Regions from separate parts of the Xenopus tropicalis genome. Here region 2 is linked to region 1. A link is a contact called in public Hi-C data. All regions are on one chromosome and are shown on one strand. Each heading gives the region's core, a stretch centred on a gene start, on an enhancer-like site or on the middle of the called end of the contact. The rest is flanking DNA. Distances are from core to core; before and after follow the strand shown.

Evidence for each region. Hi-C and Micro-C count contacts between places; a contact is called where the count stands out from the background.
Region 2: a Hi-C map of neurula embryo shows a contact between it and region 1, with 2.4 times the contacts expected there. The contact joins the promoter of LOC100497652 here to the enhancer-like site in region 1. A contact is called at or near these places in 4 of 5 Hi-C or Micro-C datasets (gastrula embryo, liver, neurula embryo and 1 more).

The regions. Positions count from the first base shown.
Region 1 is chr4:139,060,026-139,064,071 of UCB_Xtro_10.0, forward strand. It overlaps setd5 (histone-lysine N-methyltransferase SETD5), which reads right to left. Exons shown (of 24, transcript XM_004914108.4): 21 at 3,054-3,352; 22 at 2,839-2,972; 23 at 2,431-2,510; 24 at 528-2,096. The coding sequence ends at 1,518. Among named protein-coding and RNA genes, the nearest start is that of setd5, 56 kb to the right of the region's middle. Within about 2 kb of position 1,451, at least 1 of the 11 cell types and tissues checked has an H3K27ac peak or open chromatin away from gene starts, as enhancers often do. A contact at or near this core is called in neurula embryo, where this site is marked.
Region 2 is chr4:139,153,514-139,157,653 of UCB_Xtro_10.0, forward strand. LOC100497652 (probable peptidyl-tRNA hydrolase 2) reads right to left here and starts at 2,839. Exons shown (of 7, transcript XM_002938388.5): 1 at 2,705-2,839; 2 at 2,401-2,518; 3 at 158-235. The coding sequence starts at 2,514.

The sequences.
Region 1 (4,046 bases), core at 201-2,700:
CTATTGTAAGGTTTTTGAAGCAAACATGCAACTTTTACCAGCGTAGGGCAACAGTACATAATATATACTGTTCCTTTAACTGCCACCTTGTTGGTGTTCTGTACACATATCTCATAGGCATTTTAGCGAACAGACAACATCCTTTTATCTTAAAGGGCCACTATAGCTTCACTTTCAACTCCACTGAATAGCCAAATGGAAATATTAAGAGATGGATGCATATTTAATATGATTTTGCACCCCCATCAGTTCCTATTAAGCTGTTACTTTTAGCTTGCCGAAGCCTGTGCCTTTTTTCAGTCAAAGCCCATCTTTGAGTTCCAACATTTAGTCCTCCTTAGCTCATTATGAGGCTACAGATTGAGGGTAAATGGAAATAAGCACTTACCCCAATCTCAACCTGACCTTTAAATTGGGCTTTCAGGTGTATCCAGGAGAGCAAACAGGCATTCTGCACAAATTTCACCCTTACGGACATATCCCAGGAGGGACAGGCAGCCCCACAGTTTGGGAAGCACTAGCTTCAGTAGCCATGATCTTCCTTGGTGACTTGGATAAACCTCCTTTTAATCCCCTGACTGTTTTATGGGGTTGTGGCCTATGGAACAGAGCCACAAATAGCCCTCCCCAGGGCAGGGACAGCCATGCTAGGATTCTCTTACCCTGTACAGAAAGATACATGAAACTATGCCAAGCACATGTTTGTCCCCTATTTAGAAAACAATAGAGTATAGTGGCCATTTAAGCAATCTGGATTTGGTGGAAAACGTGTTCCGTGCAGTTAATCGCTGGGAATTATAACATTTCAGTAAAAATGGCTAAACGCAGAAACTTACAAGCCCGTACAGATTTACAGCACTATCTGTTCTGTATATATCATAATAAAAATTAAAATCTAAAAAAAAAAAAGCAACAAAAAGCAAAACCATAGCTTCACTTCCGCGATCCTCTGCAAGAGCGCTATAGCCAATCAGAAGTGGTGACACCCAGAACAGAGCGAACGGCTAACAAACATGTGTGCCTGGAATGAATGGCCATAAAAGATCCTCCCATCATTTTTTTCCCCCCACCCAATCTCCAAAATGTTATAACCCGATGCTACAAATATAGGTGCTTCTTTAAACTTCTTCTACTCCCCCTTTTTAATTCACTTTTAATTTGAAGATTTTTTTTTTTTTTTTTTTTTTAATCATGTAAAAAAATTTGTCCTTTACTGCACAAGAGACTAGAGGAGATTTCTGGTGACACAAAAGGAAAACAAAAAATAATTGCATGATGCATAATATTCGCATCGTTCCTGTGATCATGGTATGTGAAGTCTCTGCAATGTTTGTGTGTGGAAAGTAGGGGTGTTCGCTACTCGCAAGGCTACTTTCCGCCTGCTTCAAGTCTAAGACTCATACAACGCAGCTCCTTAGGTGCTGGCCAGAGCCATTAATAAAACCACCCCATCTTGTGGAGGGAATCGGAATGGCTGATGGGCTAGTGCTGTCCTGCTTCTCCATTAAGTGTCAGTTCTAGGAAAAGCCAGTCTGAGACTTCACTCCTGATCCTTGAACCTGCTGCAGCCGGTACTGTTGCACCCCAGCCACACGTTGAGGGCAATGCTGGGGACTGGACATTGCAGATATCCTGGAACTTTGGTGTCCAGGGCTGGGCAGCGTAATAGTTCGTGAGTCCGATCTTGATCCTTGCGTGGTGCTGGAGTTGCTAGATGCCCCAGTGCTGGGCTGAGAGTCTGTGGGTAGAGAGTCTGTCCTGAGCAACTGAGCTGGACTTGCCTCACAGCTGGGGCCTCTGTGATGGAAGCTCTTCCTTGGCTGGCCTGTGCCGGCGTTGCTCCCGTAAAGCTGCTGGCTATTATAAAAGCCAGGACCACCTGAACACTGGGTGGTTGGGGAGTCCATGGAAGCAGTGTGAGCAGGACTTGAATATGAGCCGGAAATGACAGAGGAATCGGGCAGCGGATGTCCTGCTCTTTGAGGTGTCCGATAGCTGTAGCCGTGGGACTGTGCTGCGGGTCCTCGGAAAGGGGATGAACTCTGAGAAAGGAGGTTGAGGGACTCTGGTTGAGGACTGTCACACTGGAGGACTTGCTGTAAAACATACATATAAACAGAGATAAGGAAGGAAGCTCTGGCAGATGATACTGGGCATGAGAAAATTATCCCTATAACTGCTATTATGATCTACAAAGTACAATTCCCAAACCGGAATATCCCCTTATTAAAATTTCTCTTTTTGTCCACTTTATTATGGCCTCACTGCCAACCCACCTCCTTGCCTTCTACTGAGCCCCATCCTGCCTTTCCATGCTTGCCACCTATGTTTTATTTTCTGACTTTTCAAGCTTGCCGCTGCTTTCTACACATTTTGCATTGTCAGTCTGTTTCGGTTTTGTTGAATACATGTCTAATGTGTTGACATTACCTGGTAACTGTATCTGGAAGGGCTATAAACGCTTGGTCCTTTGGTGACAGCCATGCTAGGCATCTCTGGGTCTCCCTCCTCTGTGTAAAGAAGCAGAAATTCATTGTTGTATTTAACATACTAACAATGCTAACAGTAAGAAAAGAGACACAAAGCGAGATCATTAAAGCCTGTGGCCCTGACATTTTTTCCATTCATGCAACAATAAATACAGCATCCCTTTATACAAGTGCTGCTCAAAGGCTAAAGCAATTATAATAAAATTATATTAAGATCAGCTTACCCCTGGGAACGCTAATTTTATCCTTAAAGGGAAACATGATCTTTTTAAACATAGTACTGGCTATGGTTATCTTTACTACAAGATAATAGTGGCACTGAATGTTTGCTCTAGACAGTGGCACTTACCAGGGTCTCTATCTGCACTGATGTCTCTAGAAGGGGAAGGTTCTCCAATGTGCGACACCTTCACCCCACTGCGCAGAACCCGTTCCAGAATGCCCTGCCCCTCGCGCAGCCGTTCCACTGAAGTTGGGACCATCCTGGAAGGGAGAAATTAATGTAAACCTGCACGCTGAGCAATGCACAAGCAGAGCTATAAAAACCATGGAAGAGACACCTACCACCTGCTGCTGATGTTCTCAGAATGCTTGCTGTGAGATACAGAAGGGCCTGAAGTCTTTGTGTCTGGAGGGCTAACATCCTCTATCTGAGGCATTGAGGGATGGGCAGGAGAAGAAAAGCCGCTATGTGGAGAAGACTGGGCTTGAAGGTGCAAGGAACTTGACAAGTCTGTGTCAGATAAGGACCCATTGCTGCTCTGGCGAGTTGGGGTCCCCACACAGCGAAATATGTCTCCCACAGGGGATGAAATCACCTCTTTTGCCTCCTGTTTTCGCTTGCGATATTCCAGCAGGGACACCTAGGGAAACCCAGCAATAAACAAGAGGAATCAGAAACAGCAGTAGTAACAGAGAAGCAATAACAGTTATGGACCCAGGGCACCACTTTTTAGCAATACAGAAATCTGCTAAGTAGGCAGCGTGGCTGGTTCTTTAAAGGAAGAGGAAATCTACGTCCATTGACATAATTCTACTCAGTATTTAGCAAAGACTTCCACAAGAAGGCTGCCAACTTTACAGCTCATCTAGCACCATGTTTTACTGCAGGGAGCAGGCAGTAGCGTGTGTTGTGGGTTTAACCTCAACTTCCCCAAACATAACACCATCCAGATGTAGGGGAAGGCCATAAAAGACAGAGCAAATCACTTACACTCTTAAGAATCCCACGCGTAACATGCAGTGAGCTCAGTTTCAAGCTATTTCTGTTCACCACCCCAACAAAACATATGTACTTAGTGAATGCCATGACATACAGTTTAGAGATAGACTGGGCCGCAGAGCTAGCAGTCATCTGAAGGTTTGCAAAACAGATCCTGTGATTACTGCCATAGCTTATAACGAGGCACCAGGGTTCTCTGGCTGTAACATGGGAAATATGAACAAATACCTGTTCAGACTGTGCTAGTGAAAACTGGACGATCAGACTCAATAGTTTGCTCTTCATAATTGTTATGAAAATGGCTGCAGTTTCTTCCATAGAACTAAAGCAAGGGG
Region 2 (4,140 bases), core at 1,589-4,088, 95 kb after region 1:
TAAAATATAGGGGAACGATAGGCAAATTTGCCCTTGTAAAGTAACCCACTTCAACGAATGGAATTTCTCCTAACTCATTTGAATCATTACTAGTTAGAGAAGAGCTACTCAGTAGCAAGCAAATGAAATGGCACATAGAATTCTCTAGAATAGTTACCTCGTTCAGCCTCTCCAGGCTCTCGAAATAAAATATTGCCGCTTCTTCTGCCGAGACATTTCCAGTCACAATAAGGGCCTGAAATCAGAGGGGGAAAAACAGTAACATCTTCTACTTTAAATCCAGTACATGTTGCCTGGCACGGTAATGCAAAAGATAAGCTAGAGGCACTAGAACCTCAAAAATGTTTGTTATTACAGGTATGAGACCCCTTATCAGGAAACCCGGTATCCAGAAAGCAATGACATTAAGTTAATCTCCCCTACAGCCCATTTTTTAAGCAACTAATGTAATAAAACAGTTACTTAATGGTAACTAAGCTGCATTAATCTGTATTGGTGCCAAAACAATCCTATTGGGCTAGTTAAATAAAGTAAATGTTACAGTAGCTGGTGAGCCAAGTTACAGAAATACCAATTATCCAGAAAATCACAATTCCCAATGGAATAGACTATGGACAATAGATTCCATACCTGTACTGGACACTGCCATTGCTAGATTGATAGTAGATTGATAAAAGACACTCCTATCAGGAAACCACCATTTTGTCTAAGTGATGTTACGCTAATCTAACGTTCTTTCTATGTCACTCTTCCTTTCTTCCCTTAGGGTGAAGACACATTGAGCTACTAGTAGCAGCTACTTTTTCACGGCTACTAGACGCCAGAAAATTCTCGCCATAGACAATACTAAGAATTGCCTCTGCTAAAACACACATAGAGACAATCAGTAAACGATCAGCATTGTCTATTTTAGTAGCCACAACAAGTAGCTGCAACTAGTAGCTCTGTGTGTCTTCTCCCTTACTGGCTCCATCTTTTCTACCAATGCTCTTCATCTTATCCATACACAGGCCGATTGTAGCTGCCGATAGCTGTCCCTTGGACCAATTCGGCAGCTTATCGGGCTGTGTAGGGGCAGGAACGAGGGGCATGCCCTGGCCTGAAATTGGGCAGATATCGATCGGGTAGGTTAAAAGATTTAGTCGGATTGGGGACCGCATCGGCTCCTTGATGTGGTCCCCGAACCGACTGCCCCATTGCCGCCAATATAATTATATACATTTTCCCCGATATCACCCACCTGTAGGTGGGGATATCGGGAGAAGATCCGCTCGTTTGGCAACCTTTAAGGAACAGTAACACCAAAAAGTGAAAGTGTATAAAAGTAACTAAAATATAATGTGCTGCTGCCCTGCACTGGTAAAAGTTGTGTGTTTACTTCAGAAAGGCTACTATAATTTATATAAATAAGCTGCTATGTAGCCATGGGGGCAGCCATTAAAAGGAGAAAAGGCACAGGCACATAGCAGATAACAGATAAAACACTATTGTATTCTACAGAACTTATCTGTTATCTGCTATGTAACCTGTGCCTTTTCTCCTTTTTTCCAGCTTGAATGGCTGCCCCCATGGCTACACAGCAGCTTATTATATAAATTATAGTAGTGTTACTGTAGCAAACACACCAGTTTTACCAATGCAGGGCAACAGTGCATTATATTTTTATTACTTTAAAGCTCTTTCATTTTTTGGTGTTACTGTTCCTTTAACACTTGCTTATTCTTTTGCCACAGGGGTTTTACACAGTTGCACCTAAGCACAGACATTGTTGTTTGTGGGAGGAGTTAAGGGAGATGTGGGAGGGGGCATGGGAGATGTGGGAGGGGACATGGAAGATGTGGGAGGGGACATGGAAGATGTGGGAGGGGACATGGGAGATGTGGGAGGGGACATGGGAGATGTGAGAGGAGTTAAGGGAGATGTGGGAGGAGTTAAGGGAGATGTGGGAGGGGACATGGGAGATGTGGGAGGAGTTAAGGGAGATGTGGGAGGGGACATGGGAGATGTGGGAGGAGTTAAGGGAGATGTGGGAGGGGGCATGGGAGATGTGGGAGGGGACATGGGAGATGTGGGAGGAGTTAAGGGAGATGTGGGAGGAGTTAAGGGAGATGTGGGAGGGTACATGGGAGATGTGGGAGGGGTTAAGGGAGATGTGGGAGGGGCATGGGAGATGTGAGAGGAGTTAAGGGAGATGTGGGAGGAGTTAAGGGAGATGTGGGAGGAGTTATGGGAGATGTGGGAGGGGCATGGGAGATGTGGGAGGGGACATGGGAGATGTGGGAGGGGACAAGGAACAAAGACTTCCTTTATGAAACATAAGGAAGCTGTGCAACAGGACACTTCCTCCCCTTTCCCTTTATACCAAATAAACAGTCAGAGGTGCAGGGGGCTCATAATCACCTTTTTTGCTTCTTCCTCCGGGATATCGAGCTCCTTCAGCTGCAGCAAATAATCCATATTCACCTCCACAGCTCCCTGGGCTTCATCAGCGCTTTCTTGCTCACAGGTCTCCATCACACTGTAAATGAGAGCAGTGGGTTTGTGAACAAACATACATGAACCATGCCTGTAAGCTGTATGAGCAGGGCCCGCTGCTCCCCCCCTACCCCAGTCACTATGTGAAAATGTAATGCAACAGCTGAACTACAACCCACTGCTGGACTTGAACAACAGGAGGGGGCTGCTTAGTAGGCTACGCGCGTACCCTTTGTTTTGTATTTTCTTTTTTTTTCCTTTATTCCCAGTAAAGCCGGATCGCTCCTTCTCTGTAATGCGCTGATAGAATTAGAACCACGTGTCCGGAACTACATACAGGCGGCGGAAGTATTCAGCATCTGTAAAGTCTGAGAGCGCCATCTTGTGGCTGGCGGCGGATTGATATTCGCTGAGGAAACTGTGCTTCTGTGGTGGAAGGTTGAATTGGATTTATAACGCGGGGCATGATGGGTATAAATATATCCCTACGCGTGTGTACTTCTCTTTCATGGGCGGTTCCTGGTCTTATTATTTTATTTTTCTCTGCAAATCGTTCCTCCTAATGGAATTGTCAATACATTTAAAAGCCATAATCAAAGAATTACAAAAAATAAAAGCACAAACTCTGCCTGTACTTTGAAGCATCCGTGGTCCCTTATAATAATGAGAGATTTTATCCTACCGTTAGGGTTGCCACCTTTTCTGGGAAAAAGATGCCAGCCTTTCTGTTTTAAATCAACTTTTGGTTGAAAATTCTGCTAATTACTTTGGGTTCCCTGATGAAAAGGTTTACAGACATTGTGTTAGGAGACAGTGCCACTGGGTAACCCATGCCTGTAGTGCTGGCCCTGCAGTACCCCATACCAGGGCTTAATGAAAATGTGGGGTGGGGGTCAGTCATTGGTTCCTACCAGGCCTGTCTCCCTCTCTTGGTGCCCAGGGGCTACTCATATAGAGCTGAGGGCTGTATCATTGTAATAAATGTAGTGATAGAGAATGGATATTTTGACCATCTGATTACACTTTCCTATGCAAGTATACACGTAGTAATATCATTTTCCCAACAGAAAGTTAATAATGTTTCCTAAAACAAGTCTGCTTTAGTGAATGTTGTACCTTTTGCTCATGGGGTCCCGCTAATGGTTTTTTCACCATAGATTTGTATTACATTTTTTTATATTTTGTTTGACACACAACCTGTGTAGGTGCTAAGGACGAAGACAGATGGGTGGTAAGTTGCTGTGTGAAAAACACACCAGTTGCGGTGACTGAAATTGGTCAGATGTGTAGCAATAGACCTAATGTTAGCAGGGCCGGATTTAAGTTCGCGGCGCCCCGAGGCCGCCCCCGCCCCCCCCCCATGAGTGCGCATACGCAATCGCGCGGCGCCCTCTCCCCCTAAGTGCGCATACGGAGCAGTGGGGAGAAGTCCCGACTGCTCCGTATGGGAGCCAAATTTAAAAATTCTGTTGCGGCGGGGCGGCATGCCGCCCTAGGCCCGGGCCTTTGTGGCCTTTCCACAAATCCGGGCCTGTATGTTAGGCAGCTCGGGTGCGGGTGGACTTTAGGGGGGCTCTCTTTGGCCACAAAAAGTGGGCATGTCCAACAGTTTCGGAGGCGTGCTACATGCGCCGTAAATCCACCCCCTCCTGGCCACACCAACCA